Regions from separate parts of the Mus musculus genome. Here region 2 is linked to region 1. Evidence: chromatin contacts called from public HiChIP or PLAC-seq data. All regions are on one chromosome and are shown on one strand. Each heading gives the region's core, a stretch centred on a gene start, on an enhancer-like site or on the middle of the called end of the contact. The rest is flanking DNA. Distances are from core to core; before and after follow the strand shown.

Region 1 (3,229 bases), core at 433-2,932:
AGTCTCCATTCCAGCCAGGGTGGTTAAAGGTATGATAAGGGTGAGCCACACCATAATTAGAAACAGATTTTTTTTCCCCAGTAAATGACACAATCTTCTGTTTCACAGTGTGATCAAATATCCTGCAACAGACTTCAATCACCTTGAATATGTTTAGTGGCAGTAGGTGTTTGGGAAATGCAAACAGAGCCACACTCATGCCTCCCCGTACATCCACAGAATGACTAAAACAAACCCAAACCACAGGAAAACAAACAAAACAAAAAAAGCAAAGAGTCCAAAATGATACTAAACCATAGCTTAATGGAGTAGCTGGAATTCTCATGCATTTGGCAAATTCTTTGGTGTTACCTTCCATACATTAAAAATATGCTTTTTCAGGATGGGAGGAAAGTCAATAATGTGCATGCAAGCACAAGGACAAGTTTGGCTTCTAGAAGAAGATTTTTTTTTTTAAAGTTAGGTGGGTAGTACACACATATAATTCCAGCATGGGGAGGTGGGGGGGGGGGTTAGAAGGGGAAGAAGTAGGAAGGAGGAAGAGAGCAGAAACTGGTGGGTCTCTAGAACTCAAGGTTTACTGGCCAGCTAGCCTGGCCTGCTAAGCAAGTGCCAAGGTAGTGTGAGATCCTGTCATTATGAAAAAAAAAAAAAAAAAAAGGACAAACACCCATCCCAAAAATCCAACAGTGTCTGAGGAGTGACACCTGAGTTTGTCCCCTCCTTCCGCATTTATATATACATTTGAGAATGTGCACATACAAACACATACCCCCATATGCCTCTCTTAATTTTTCTCTTAGATATATATTGACGTAAGTGCCATATACCAACACTAAAAAATATACTGCAATATTGAAGACGGCGTTATGTATAATAGCCCCAAATCAGAAAAGGAAAAAAACAAAACAAATAACCCAGATATTATTTATTCATTTTGCTTTTACAGCAGAGGACTGCTTGGTCTGGACTCAGTGAGAGAAGATGCATCTAACCCTGAAGAGACTTGAAGCCCCAGGGAGTGGGGATGGAGGTGTGGGGGTGTGGACATCCTCTTGAAGATGGGAGGTGAGGTATGGGATGAGGAACAGCCAGAGGGTAGACTGGGATAGGAGAGGTGGGGGGCAGGGGATAAAGACTGGACTATAAAAAAAGATTAAAGAATTAAAGAAAAAGCTTTTTAAAAATTTATTTATTTTATGTTTATGAGAGTTCTGTTTACATGTATGTTTGTGTATTACACGTATGCCTGATGTCCTTTGTGGTCAGAAGAAGATATAGGATCCCCTGGAACTGGACTTTGGATGGTTGTGAGCTGCCGTGTGAATGCTGGGGACTCAAACCTGGGTCCTTTTCAAGAACAAATGCTTTTAAATGCTGAATCATTTCTCAGGCAGCATGGTTTTTCTTTTTTGTTGTTTGTATTTTGTTTTGTTTTGAGACAGGGTTTTGGGATATAACCCTGTTTGGCCTCAACCCCACAGCAGTCCTGATTCAGCCTCTTGCTCGCTGGGATTACAGACAGGAGGAACCAAGCCCAACCCTAGACAAATGGTGATATAATGATGCAATGGGCCACTCCCCAGCAAGAAGCAGCAATGAGTCACAGCACCTGTAACCATCCGCAGCAATCACTAGGATAAAGGATTGGATGAAAGACACTGGGTGAGTTTATATTGCACTAAGAGGCTTTACTGGATAAACCATTTCTAGTAAATAAGATAAGCAAGGGGTGAGTAATGGCTGCAGGCTATGAGTAAGATCACAGCCTCGCTGATAATCATCTGTATCTGCATTATGTGGTGATTTCCTCACTTCTGCCAAATTCAGTCAAATAAATTCTTTAGATTTGTACACTTTCTGATAAGCATGCTGTATTTTAAAAAGCTGTACTACAAATCTCTTACTCTCTTACTAGACTATGGAGTGCAGTCTCCCCACCGACTCACATCTTTGTATTAAAGCTCAAGGTACGGAGCAGTGGAACTCTTTCACCATTTTGATATTTAAAGTGTGCTGGGCTGTCCTCAACTAAGAGAGGGTTTGTCAGCCTCTGTTGACACTCAAGTTCTGCTGTCCCTTTGTGTCCACCAGATCAAGGTCAATGCCTACTAACTGATAAAAGGCTTGTTAGGAAATTTGGCTGAGATAGGACCAGAAGGCTGAAAGCCTATCAATTGGCATTTTAACTTGTGAGGGTGATCTGAGGCACCCTAGGGGAAGATCCACTGTGTGGAAGGAGAATGCAAAGATCAGATAGACATTTCTCCTGGCTGGAGGGCAGGCTCCAAAGGTGTGGCTGCTATGCAGAACAGATAATGGCCAAAGGCATGCAAGGACTTCAGGAGAGTTGAGGTCAAGGGATAATCCATTCATTCAAGTATTTATTGAGTGTCTGTTCTTGGACAGGGATTGTTAGGCACTGTTAACAACGATTGAGCAAACATCTCAGGGACATAGATTCATAACGGCTATGCCACAATGAACAGGGTTCATTTTTTTTTTCTCCTCACTTAGCACTCCCTTTTCTGGGAATGCATCTCCTGTGTTAATGAGTGTATGCCTATATTTACCTTATAAAAAAAGTCACAGTCTTTATTTGTAAATATTGTATTCTGCTGACACAAGGCCTGGTAAGAGAGTCAGGGAGTCTTGACAGATTCATCCACATTTCCATTTCTTTCCTCTATAATCAACATTATACATTTGTAAGAAATTTGGGCAATAAATAGCAACCAGGAGTGTGTAAGCTTATACGTGACTTGTACCAATGCCAGCTGTATGCAAGCTTTGCCCATATAGTGTGGCATGAATTATTCAACACCTCTATGTTAAATGGCCATTTTTGGAATCTAGTCTGTATATTTGAAGTTTTTGCATTTTAAGTGGTAGACTTAATTTGTGCTTATCCTGAAACTATAATTGCTATCCTGACATGCTGCCTTTAGCAAAGTATGTATTCTTATCCATGAAAAGTACATTTTAGAATGATGGCGTGACTTTTAAGCATACACACACACACACACACACACACACACACACACACACACACGTACACACTGATACCATATAATTATATTGTGGCAATCCTGTGCACATGGCATACTCAGAAATTTCCTTCACACCTGAAGAGCCAGAGACCTTACAAATAAAATGCAGACTGAACTTAAGCAAATTACAATATAAATTAAGGGTGCAAAAGTAAAAGAGTCATAAATGTAGCGATATA
Region 2 (3,229 bases), core at 308-2,807, 180 kb after region 1:
TATTAATTAATAAAAATGTGCCTTGAATTATTTGATGTTTTCTACATAGAAAATCCAGCTTTGTCTAAGTAATAAAAACATTTTCTTTGATTTAAATTGTGAATAATCTTCCCCTGATATATGGTATCGCAATCCACTTCAAAATCACTATCAGCATCAAGTTTTCAAGGAGGTAAAAGAGTTGAATTGTTTTAAAATGTTGAACATTTTCCAGACGTTATTGCATTATAAGATTAGAGCATATCAGAATTTATTTAATATCTTCTCCTTTGGGATGTTAATGCTATTGGTTTCAAAGCTTTACTGTTAGGAAGTTGGGGTGCTGTCAGTATATTAATCACTGCCCAAATTTCTCAGCAAGTTCTTGGGGATAAACTTTAACAGTAAAATTCTCAGCAGCAAAGAGGCTCTCAGCACTTGGCCACATTCCTTTCCAGGAAGGTCAGTACACTTTGCTGACAGCCGGCAAGGTATGAAAACATCCCCGTCACCACATCCTTCTCTGGACAGGGGACTATCCTTTATGTTCTTTCACTAATTTGGTAGACAAAAATAGTATTTCATTTTAATTTGCATTGATTTGATTGCTAGTGAGGTGGATCTTTTTCATGTAGTTGTGAAGCATTTGCTGTTTTCTGTCTTTGACTCTAGATGAAAGTGTATCTTATCTGAAAAATTAAAACTCTATCATCTGTACTATGATGCATTTTAGGATCTGTTTTTTTCATAGCCCCATACAGAGTTTTTATTGTTATATTATTAAATATGTCAATTTTGATCATACTAAATATGATCAATTTCTTTCTTTGCTCTTACGTGTGGTTAGAAAGGTTTCCGTCTTCCCTCTTGGGTCTTTATAAGTATAGTGGGACTTGGCTGCACCAGGCAGTCACCATTAAAGCTTTTCCTTCTAAAAAAAATGAAACTTCCAGATTGTGGATTAATGTCCTTTTTACTTTATATTCACAAGGCTTGGCATAGTTTGTGGCACATAATAGCTACTCAGGAAATAGTTCCTGAATAAATTGAATGCTGTGTGTCATGATTTGATATTTTCCTGCCTTCATAGCTTTCAATAAGTATAGAATAAAAATTTCCCCAAATTTGATAATTTGACACCTCTCAGTTATTAAAGAAAAATAATACTTGTGACCATTAGCTGCTTTTAGAAGACTCTAAACTTTCCACAGACTTAGCCGATGCTTATTAGCCCTCAAGCAGCCTAAGTCACCATTGTCCTTGTATATTAGTTGGAGCTTTGGGGTACAGCCTGGGTCTTGGGGTAATAATTTCCCCCTTTGTGAAATGTATTTCTATATTAGATGTGGAATGTATATTTTTCCATTGATTTCTACTTCTGCTCTTTATGCTCTAGGCAAGAGACTGAAATACCTAAGTGAATTAGTTAAGTTGCAATTGTAGCCTCCCATAAGACTGAAGCAGGCTGAGCCAGACCTTGACCTTGCTGCCACTAAGGAGATTATCTAGGGTGGAGCCTTCCTCCCTAGAAGATCACTCTATTGTTCTGCCACTAAGGCTGTTTGTCTTCAAGATACTGCTACCTGCTGAGAGGCCCCGAGCTATTCCGGAGACTGGAGACTGCGCCCTATCCTGAACGTCTTCACCTGCAGCTGGTTCCAGGCCCCAAGGATGAATTGGCGGGAATGGACTCCCCCGCCACCTCTTTTATAAAGCGTGTCCGCCATTAAACATTTGAACCTTGAGCAGACTAGTTGTCTTGGTTCCATTATTTCTCAATCAGCCTAGGCTCCCTCTTTTCTTTCAGTTCCAAGATGCCTTCCAGGCCCGAACCCGGACATGAGAGCCACAGGCCGATCCCAAGAGCAATGACATGGCCAGGCCCTTAAGATCATCACATCTGACAGACAAGCCTCACATTTTAAAATAGGTCAACCCACACACCTCCTTACTTTGGCTTCCCCTTTCCCATGGACCTACAGACATCCTCACTTGTGCAAAGAGTCTTAAGCTGCTGTATTTTTTTTTTCAACTTTGAGGGTTTTTTTTTACAATATTTTATTAGATATTTTCTTCATTTACAATTCAAATGCTATCCTGAAAGTCCTCTATACCCTCTCCCCACCCTGCTCCCCAACCTACTCACTCCTGCTTCCTGGCCCTGCCATTCCCCTGTATTGGGGCATATAAAGTTTGCAATACCAAGGGGCCTCTTTTCCCAATGATGGCCAACTAGGCCATCTTCTGCTACATATGCAGCTAGAGACACGAGGTACTGGTTAGTTCATATTGCTGTTCCTCCTATAGGGCTGCAGACCCCTTCAGCTCCTTGGGCACTTTCTCTAGTCCCTCCATTGGGGGCCCTGTGTTCCATCCAATAAAGTGAACATTATGTGGTGCTGACAACACACTGCTCTCATGCTGAGATTCATGTGCCCTCCCTCAGACTCAAATTCACCCTAGGAAGCAGAAAATGGGATCTGTGGAAGTTTCTTAGAAAAAGATATTGACTAAAGACCAGTGGTGCTCCCAGATTCACACTGCTCATGAATGTATACACAGGATGTCTCTTCATTGACTGTTCTCAAATAAATTTTCCTTCAGGACAGGAATAAAAGCATGTTGAACCTCATCTTTCTTATACCTTGTGTCAAGTTTCTGGAGTTTAGTAGATACTCAACAGAAATTTGGCAGTTTGGTAAATTGAATAGGGCCATGGGATTTGTGTAATAAAGGTCTGCCTAACAGGACTGTGGCTACACACACACACACACACACACACACACACACACACACTATTTCAGGAATGAGTTGGATGCTTTTATTCTGTACAAGTGAATCCACCCATAATCAAAGAGACCATTTCACCCAACATAATCAAGGATTTAGTTTAATTTTTTAAAGTTGTTCTCCTAAAAAACAATCCTGCAGAATGGAAACTAATGGAGTCGCTCTAAGGCATTAGAACACGCCAGCAGTTAATGTGCCTGGCAGGGCATCTTCCAGGCCAATTTATCTTACATTTCTCATTCTCTGTTTCTACTGTGGTAGCCTGCACAAAAACCTTCGACAGGCAAATGAAATTTGTGTGGTATGGCCTCACTGAGGAATAGGTATGACCCCAAAGCAGTGTTTCCTACTTTTATTTCTCATCCAGAGGGCAAGATTAACACACATATGTAATAAAACTATTGGGCTGTTTTAATGCTTTTCTTGCCATGCATTCAGAACCCGCACAAGTTGTCATCAG

What was found. HiChIP or PLAC-seq counts read pairs in DNA pulled down with a chosen protein or histone mark.
Region 2: an H3K27ac HiChIP or PLAC-seq map of embryonic stem cells shows a contact between it and region 1, with 10 read pairs. The contact joins two enhancer-like sites. A contact is called at or near these places in 1 of 484 Hi-C or Micro-C datasets (embryonic stem cells) and 5 of 115 datasets of contacts at active chromatin or transcription factors (embryonic stem cells, epiblast stem cells and stem cell-derived neural progenitor cells).

What each region holds. Positions count from the first base shown.
Region 1 is chr19:14,653,894-14,657,122 of GRCm38.p6, forward strand. No RefSeq gene overlaps it. Among named protein-coding and RNA genes, the nearest start is that of Tle4, 57 kb to the left of the region's middle. Within about 2 kb of position 1,683, at least 36 of the 459 cell types and tissues checked have an H3K27ac peak or open chromatin away from gene starts, as enhancers often do. A contact at or near this core is called in embryonic stem cells, where this site is marked.
Region 2 is chr19:14,834,269-14,837,497 of GRCm38.p6, forward strand. No RefSeq gene overlaps it. Among named protein-coding and RNA genes, the nearest start is that of Tle4, 240 kb to the left of the region's middle. Within about 2 kb of position 1,558, at least 12 of the 459 cell types and tissues checked have an H3K27ac peak or open chromatin away from gene starts, as enhancers often do. A contact at or near this core is called in embryonic stem cells, where this site is marked.